2 separate regions of the Sus scrofa genome follow, and region 1 is linked to region 2. The links are chromatin contacts, called in public promoter capture Hi-C maps. All regions are on one chromosome and are shown on one strand. The core of a region is the stretch at or near the end of the contact, and the rest is flanking DNA. Distances in the headings are between cores, read along the strand shown.

Region 1 (2,947 bases), core at 199-2,698, 320 kb after region 2:
CAGCCAAGGAGTTAGGTCAGTGCTTTTTCCTCCTAAAATGTTAGGAGGGACTTTAACGCAAAAGGAGGGTCAACTAGTTTCAATTTGATCCACGGAGATAAAGATGAAACAGGCAGATAACAGATTAAATAGCTTGATTTAAGAAGGTATAAGGACAGATGGGAGAAAGAGGCGTGAGCTGGGAGAGACAGACACCTTAGGGACAGATAAGATCGACAGATGAGGGGCACCTAGACGGAGAGAGGGAGAGAGATGGACCCTCAGAAGATCTCAGTTTCCTTGGTGAGGCTTTTGAGGTCTGATCCCCTGTCGGGCTGGAGCTGCCCCTGTAAAAATGGATCTGCCTTTCCTGCCGAGTTTAGGGGAGGGGCCCTTAGGGTTGGCCTGCCTGGGCCGCAGGAGCGCCTTCAGCCATGGGGGTGGAGGGAGCCTTCCGTGTCTGATGACACGTGGCAGGGCTGGGTCACCTAGGGGGCCCCAAGCATCATCCTCGTGTCCTCCTGCTGTTGATGTCCCTGGACCTGGCTGCCTCCTAGCCTTGGCCAGAGAGTAAAGCTCAGGACCAGCAGTAACTTTTGACCTGGAGGCTTGTGGTAGCTTCAGAGACCAGCCAGGATTCCTTTCAGCCAAAATGAGTCAGGACAGCCCAGCATGAAGGATACTCAAAAAGATGACGCCCCCAAAAGAGGAAGCTCAGAGCCTGGAGAGACTGCTTTTGGCCTGGGTGGAAAAAGCATATTTGAAGGAGGAAAACTTAGGGAGTGGGTTGCTAGAAGCAAAGGAGAAGTGGCTTCTGAGAAACTTACTAAAGCCTCTCCATCCCACGTGCTGACCCAGAGGGAAACCAGTTTTAGTCTGGAACGCAGCTAAAAATGCAGAAAACGTGGTTAGGAATTGCCTGACCCTGATCCCATCGATGGCTGGAAAGAAAACGAATTATAGAAAACGGCTCCAGCCAGAATCTTTCTGCTCAACGAATGCAAAGCTCCGGGAGTGAGAGGAAAAGCTTGTGTTTGTGGAAGGCAGCGCTGTTTTCCTGGGGAGCCGGCTGGGCACGGAGCTGAGTGCATTGAGGGCAAGCCTGGGGCTGGAAGCTCGAGGCGTGCTTTGGAGAGAGCCGGGTTCAGCACCGTGAACAGCGGTCGTCTCTGCCTCTCCCCGCCTCCCTCACGGCCTCAAGACCCTCCTCCTTCTCCTTGCCTCCCCCCCGCCTCGGCCCCCCGCCCCCCCGCCCCGCGCCGTCCGCCCCCTGCTGTCTGGAGGTGGGCAGAGACCGCCCCTCCCCCCATTCCTCCTGGCGCTGCCCCCGCCCGCCCGCGTGCATGCGCGACTGAGCAGAGGGGCGGCCTGTCCCCGAAGTCCCGGCTTCAGCACCAGGGCGGGTAGGGCAGGCTGTGAGGGTGGCCGAAGGCGCACGGATTCGGGCGCCAGGAAGCGCGGGTTTGGCAATGGCTTTGCTGTGTGGCCTTGGGCAAGTCACTCTCCATCTCTGAGTCCCACTTCCTCCCCAATCTGAAAACCAGATCGGGTTCCTAGCTACCGGGGCATTCCAGAGGTCTCAATTACCCCTACTCCATCTCCAAACCTTGGGGGCTTTTGTTCCAGCGCCAGCACCCGTCTGAATAACAAAAGGCGCCCGTCCAGGGGGCGAATGAGCTTGGACTCCCCATTGCCAAGTTTCCCTGCGCGCCTCACTCGGCGCGCCCTCCTGGGCGGGCCGAGCCGCGTTGGCGCTGAAAATGGCTTATTGGCTCTCTGCTTTCTCTGTTTCGCAGGAGCGGCGGCATGGAGGCTCTCACCACTCAGCTGGGGCCGGGGCGCGAGGGCAGCTCCTCACCCAACTCCAAGCAGGAGCTGCAGCCCTACTCGGGCTCAAGCGCTCTCAAACCCAACCAAGTGGGCGAGACGTCGCTGTACGGTGTGCCTATCGTGTCTCTGGTCATCGATGGTCAGGAGCGCCTTTGCCTAGCACAGATCTCCAACACTCTCCTCAAGAACTACAGCTACAATGAGATCCACAACCGTCGCGTGGCCTTGGGCATCACGTGCGTGCAGTGCACGCCGGTGCAGCTGGAGATTCTGCGTCGGGCCGGGGCCATGCCCATCTCGTCGCGCCGCTGCGGCATGATCACGAAGCGCGAGGCCGAACGGCTGTGCAAGTCGTTCCTGGGCGAACACAAGCCACCCAAGCTACCTGAGAACTTCGCCTTCGATGTAGTGCACGAGTGCGCCTGGGGCTCGCGTGGCAGCTTCATCCCCGCGCGTTACAACAGCTCGCGTGCCAAGTGCATCAAATGCGGTTACTGCAGCATGTACTTCTCGCCCAACAAGTTCATCTTCCACTCGCACCGCACACCTGACGCCAAGTACACGCAGCCCGACGCAGCCAACTTTAACTCGTGGCGCCGACACCTCAAACTCAGTGACAAGTCGGCTACAGACGAACTGAGCCACGCTTGGGAGGACGTCAAGGCCATGTTCAATGGCGGCACCCGCAAACGGACCTTCTCGCTGCAAGGAGGCAGCGGCGGCGCTAACGGCGGGTCGGGTGGGCAGGGAAAGGGTGGTGCTGGCGGTGGCGGCAGTGGCGGCCCCGGTTGCGGCGCGGAAATGGCCCCAGGCCCGCCACCCCACAAAAGCCTGCGCTGTGGCGAAGATGAGGCCGCCGGACCTCCCGGGCCGCCTCCTCCTCATCCGCAGCGGGGACTTGGTCTGGCGGCGGGAGCCGGTGGCCCCGGGGGTCCTGGAGGGCCTGGTGGAGGCACCGGCGTACGCAGCTACCCGGTGATCCCGGTGCCCAGCAAGGGCTTTGGCCTCTTGCAGAAGCTGCCCCCGCCGCTTTTCCCTCATCCCTACAGCTTCCCCACCGCCTTCGGCCTCTGCCCCAAAAAGGACGACCCGGTGCTAGGCGCGGGCGAACCCAAGGGCGGCCCAGGCACAGGGAGCG
Region 2 (3,278 bases), core at 221-2,720:
TTCGATTTGCTATTTTAGCTATCCAATTTCCTTCCAGTATATTCCTTTTCTGCTAAAAACAAAACAAAATAAAAACCCAAGACAACAAACTAGCCTCGTTTTTAAAATTTACCTTTAATGTTAAAATTCTGCAATTATGTTTAGTAATAAAAGACAAGTTTTCATGTACTTTATACGATGGAGTTCTATGACAGATTTTGTTTGAAAAAGGACTCCAATACTTTTTAAAATTTAATTTGAAATCACAGTATTGAATCACCTCCCTGACTCAGCTTAGCCTCTCTCCAGCCATTTCTGAGCAAATCTAACTACATCATGCCTCCACCTAAAATCCTTTAAAATTTTTTATCTAATAGCGAATCCTAAAAAGTTCAAATTATTTGTATGACTATAAGGTCCCTAAAACTACTTAACCTACCAGATTTGGCACATGGTAGTGGGTGCTCAATCAATGTTTGTTGAATGAATCAATAAAAACTGGAGAATGTAAAAGCTAGCCACACTATCCTACATTCCCCTTGCATTTTCAACAATAATAGTAATTGTTACATGGTGTTTACACACCATTACCTCATTTACAAACAGCACTTTCCAGACACATCTCATTTATGCATGGTTTCTTCAACATGATGAATTTCGGACATATAACAGAAAACCAATGTATATGTTACTACCTCAAGAAGCTGCAAAGTTTGATAAAAGTTTTTCCTAAAGTAATAGATTTGATATTGGGTGACTAAAGATTATTATTAAGATTTATAACTAAGACTCCTGGTCTGGCATTCACCAGGCTTTTAGGAGGGAGGTGGTGGTGCGCATCGCATAGCAAGCCTTGGGACTTTTTTACAGATAAACTTTTTTTCTTTTTTGGCCGCACCTACAGCACGTTTAAATTCTCGGGCCAAGGATCGAACCCTTGCCACAGCAACGATTCCAGCCGCTTCAGCGACAACGCAGGATCCTTAACCCGCTGTGCCATAAGGGAACTTCAAAAAAATAAACTTTTTATGTTGAAATATCTGGGATTTATTTTATACAACACCACTGAGGGGTCCTAGAGACAAAAGCACTTTCTGACTTTACCAGCCACTGCAAATCTGGGCCCTTAGCTTTTAACTCACTTCCCTGAGGAAACCTTCTCAATTGTCTCCGCAGTAACTCCAAGTAAGGATTTCACTTGGGCCTGGGGTTTGGAAAAGAGATGTGGGCTTGAATTCTGCAGCTCAAGAGAGCGGTTATGTTTTTGTTTTAAAACTTAATTTTCCTCATACCTAAACTGATAAAACTCGCGTATTCCCCCCGCCCGGGGTTATTAACGACTACGTGAGGACCTTAGTGACGACTTAACTACCTGCTCAGAAAGGGCAAGCCGCACTCTCCGCCCGGCTCCCGCCGCCAGGCTCTGCGCCCTTAGCTGGCGGGACCTTTGTGCGCACGCGTCACCGCGCCCCCGGGGATGTCTCGTGCACTCGCGCAACGCCGGTTGGGCGTCCCGCCGCTCGCCCCGGGGAGCGGGCGCGCGGGCACGTTCCTGCGGCCCCGCCCCCAACGGCGCGCACCCCTACGGCAGCCGAGGGGCGGGGGACCCGGGCGAGGCCGGTCATGGAGGCCCTCCGAAGGGCTCACGAGGCCGTGCTACGGCTGCTGCTCTTCCGCCCCTGGGCCTCCGATGCTGCCTCCCGCCTGAAGCCCCGCGCCTCGGAGGTGCTGACCCGGCACCTGCTACAGCGGCGCCTGCCGCACTGGACATCCTTCTGCGTGCCCTACAGCGCAGTCCGCAACGACCAGTTCGGCCTCTCGCACTTCAATTGGCCGGTGCAGGGCGCCAACTACCACGTCCTGCGCACCGGCTGCTTCCCCTTCATCAAGTACCATTGCTCCAAGGCCCCTTGGCAGGACCTGGCCCGGCAGGACCGGTTCTTCACGGCGCTCAAGGTCATCAACCTCGGTGAGTGGCCCGGGCCGCTGAACCACGCCCTGCAAATGATGCCCCCCACTGTTTGCAAAGCACGCTAACATTCTCGCTCCGAGGCCCAGACCCCGGCCCAAGATGAGACGCTTCGCCCCAGGCCGCGGAGTTTCCCAGACTGCGTATGCGTCCCCCCCACAACACCACCTTTCAGGTTCGTCCATGTCGCTGGTCTTCTGTATCCCCGCCCCGCAGGTCCTTGAGAAGGCTAAGTTGTTGCTTCTGAATCGTGCCCCAGATTGTGGGGCTTATCCACAGGCTTGTAGAAAGGGACTACCCTGCATCACCCCTGGGGAGAGGGCTTGCCATCTTCACTTCCTGCCACTCTTAATTGGAAGAACCCCTAAGCCCCTGGAAAATGGCTCGAAAAGTGTTTTTGTTGTTGTTTTTTTATGCCTTATTGCGGGGCAGAATTCGTTCCCATCCATGAACATAATTTTGTGGGTGCATTCGTATTATCAAAACTCGCACCACTTTTTAAGTGTCTTTATTTTCTTTATGTGAAATCCCAGAAAGTTAGATTTACTAGAGCACTAAAGGTTTTCGTTAGTGTTGTTAGCTTCATCAGATATTAGGCCTAAAAGATATGTAAAAGACTGCCTCTTTAATACTCATATGTTTTCATGGGAATATTCTAACCCTAACTAGAGTATTTACTCTTGCTGGATGTTTATTTTCTTTTGGTTAATGGCAGAAAAGGCGTGAACCAATAATGACATGCGTGCACCTTTTATAGGTCAGGGAAAAATAGGCCTCAAGGTGTTTTTAACCCATTAATAGCTGATATCGAATTAAACCAGATTCTAGTAAATCAGAATCTAGACGTGCAAGCTGACCCACGTTGTTATCCAACTAGTTTTTTTCAGCCAGAATTACAGCTGATTATTCCTTAAATTTAAATACGATATGTATATTTTTACTTATAATGACTCATGTGAGTCAGTCAAGGGGTTCTGGAGCCATTTCTCCACAGGGACTATCCTGGCTTCATTCCATTAAGGAGATTATTTAGCAATGTGTAATCCTTTAAAAATATGTGTTATTATCTGGCTGGTGGACTATATAGAGCATGCTTACTAATTTTGAGGTTGATATGACGTTGAAGAGTGTAGTAACTTAGAAAATTAAATTCAAAATTATTTGGAGAGACTGGAGAGATGACTAGAATCAAGAAGAATAAGTTTATTTTAGCATTTTCAGAATCAGAAAAAAATCATTCTTCCCAAATGTAGAGTAATAGTTTAGGAAAAACATAACTGGAGGATTATAGATAAACAGTAACTTTAAAAAAATTTTTTTTTCACCATTT

Evidence for each region. Promoter capture Hi-C pulls out the DNA fragments that hold promoters and counts their contacts.
Region 1: a promoter capture Hi-C map of fetal liver shows a contact between it and region 2, with 2.4 times the contacts expected there. The contact joins the promoter of SKOR1 here to the promoter of C1H15orf61 in region 2. A contact is called at or near these places in 3 of 5 promoter capture datasets (fetal liver, fetal skeletal muscle and liver), 10 of 47 Hi-C or Micro-C datasets (embryonic fibroblasts, epiblast stem cells, fetal heart ventricle and 5 more) and 1 of 2 datasets of contacts at active chromatin or transcription factors (skeletal muscle).

What each region holds. Positions count from the first base shown.
Region 1 is chr1:165,752,074-165,755,020 of Sscrofa11.1, forward strand. It overlaps SKOR1 (SKI family transcriptional corepressor 1), which reads left to right and starts at 1,449. Exons shown (of 9, transcript XM_021100496.1): 1 at 1,449-1,555; 2 at 1,776-2,947. The coding sequence starts at 1,449.
Region 2 is chr1:165,435,340-165,438,617 of Sscrofa11.1, forward strand. It overlaps C1H15orf61, which reads left to right and starts at 1,471. Exons shown (of 2, transcript XR_297238.2): 1 at 1,471-2,123. LOC110261942 (a long non-coding RNA gene) reads right to left here and starts at 1,447. Exons shown (of 4, transcript XR_002346361.1): 1 at 1,352-1,447; 2 at 1-49.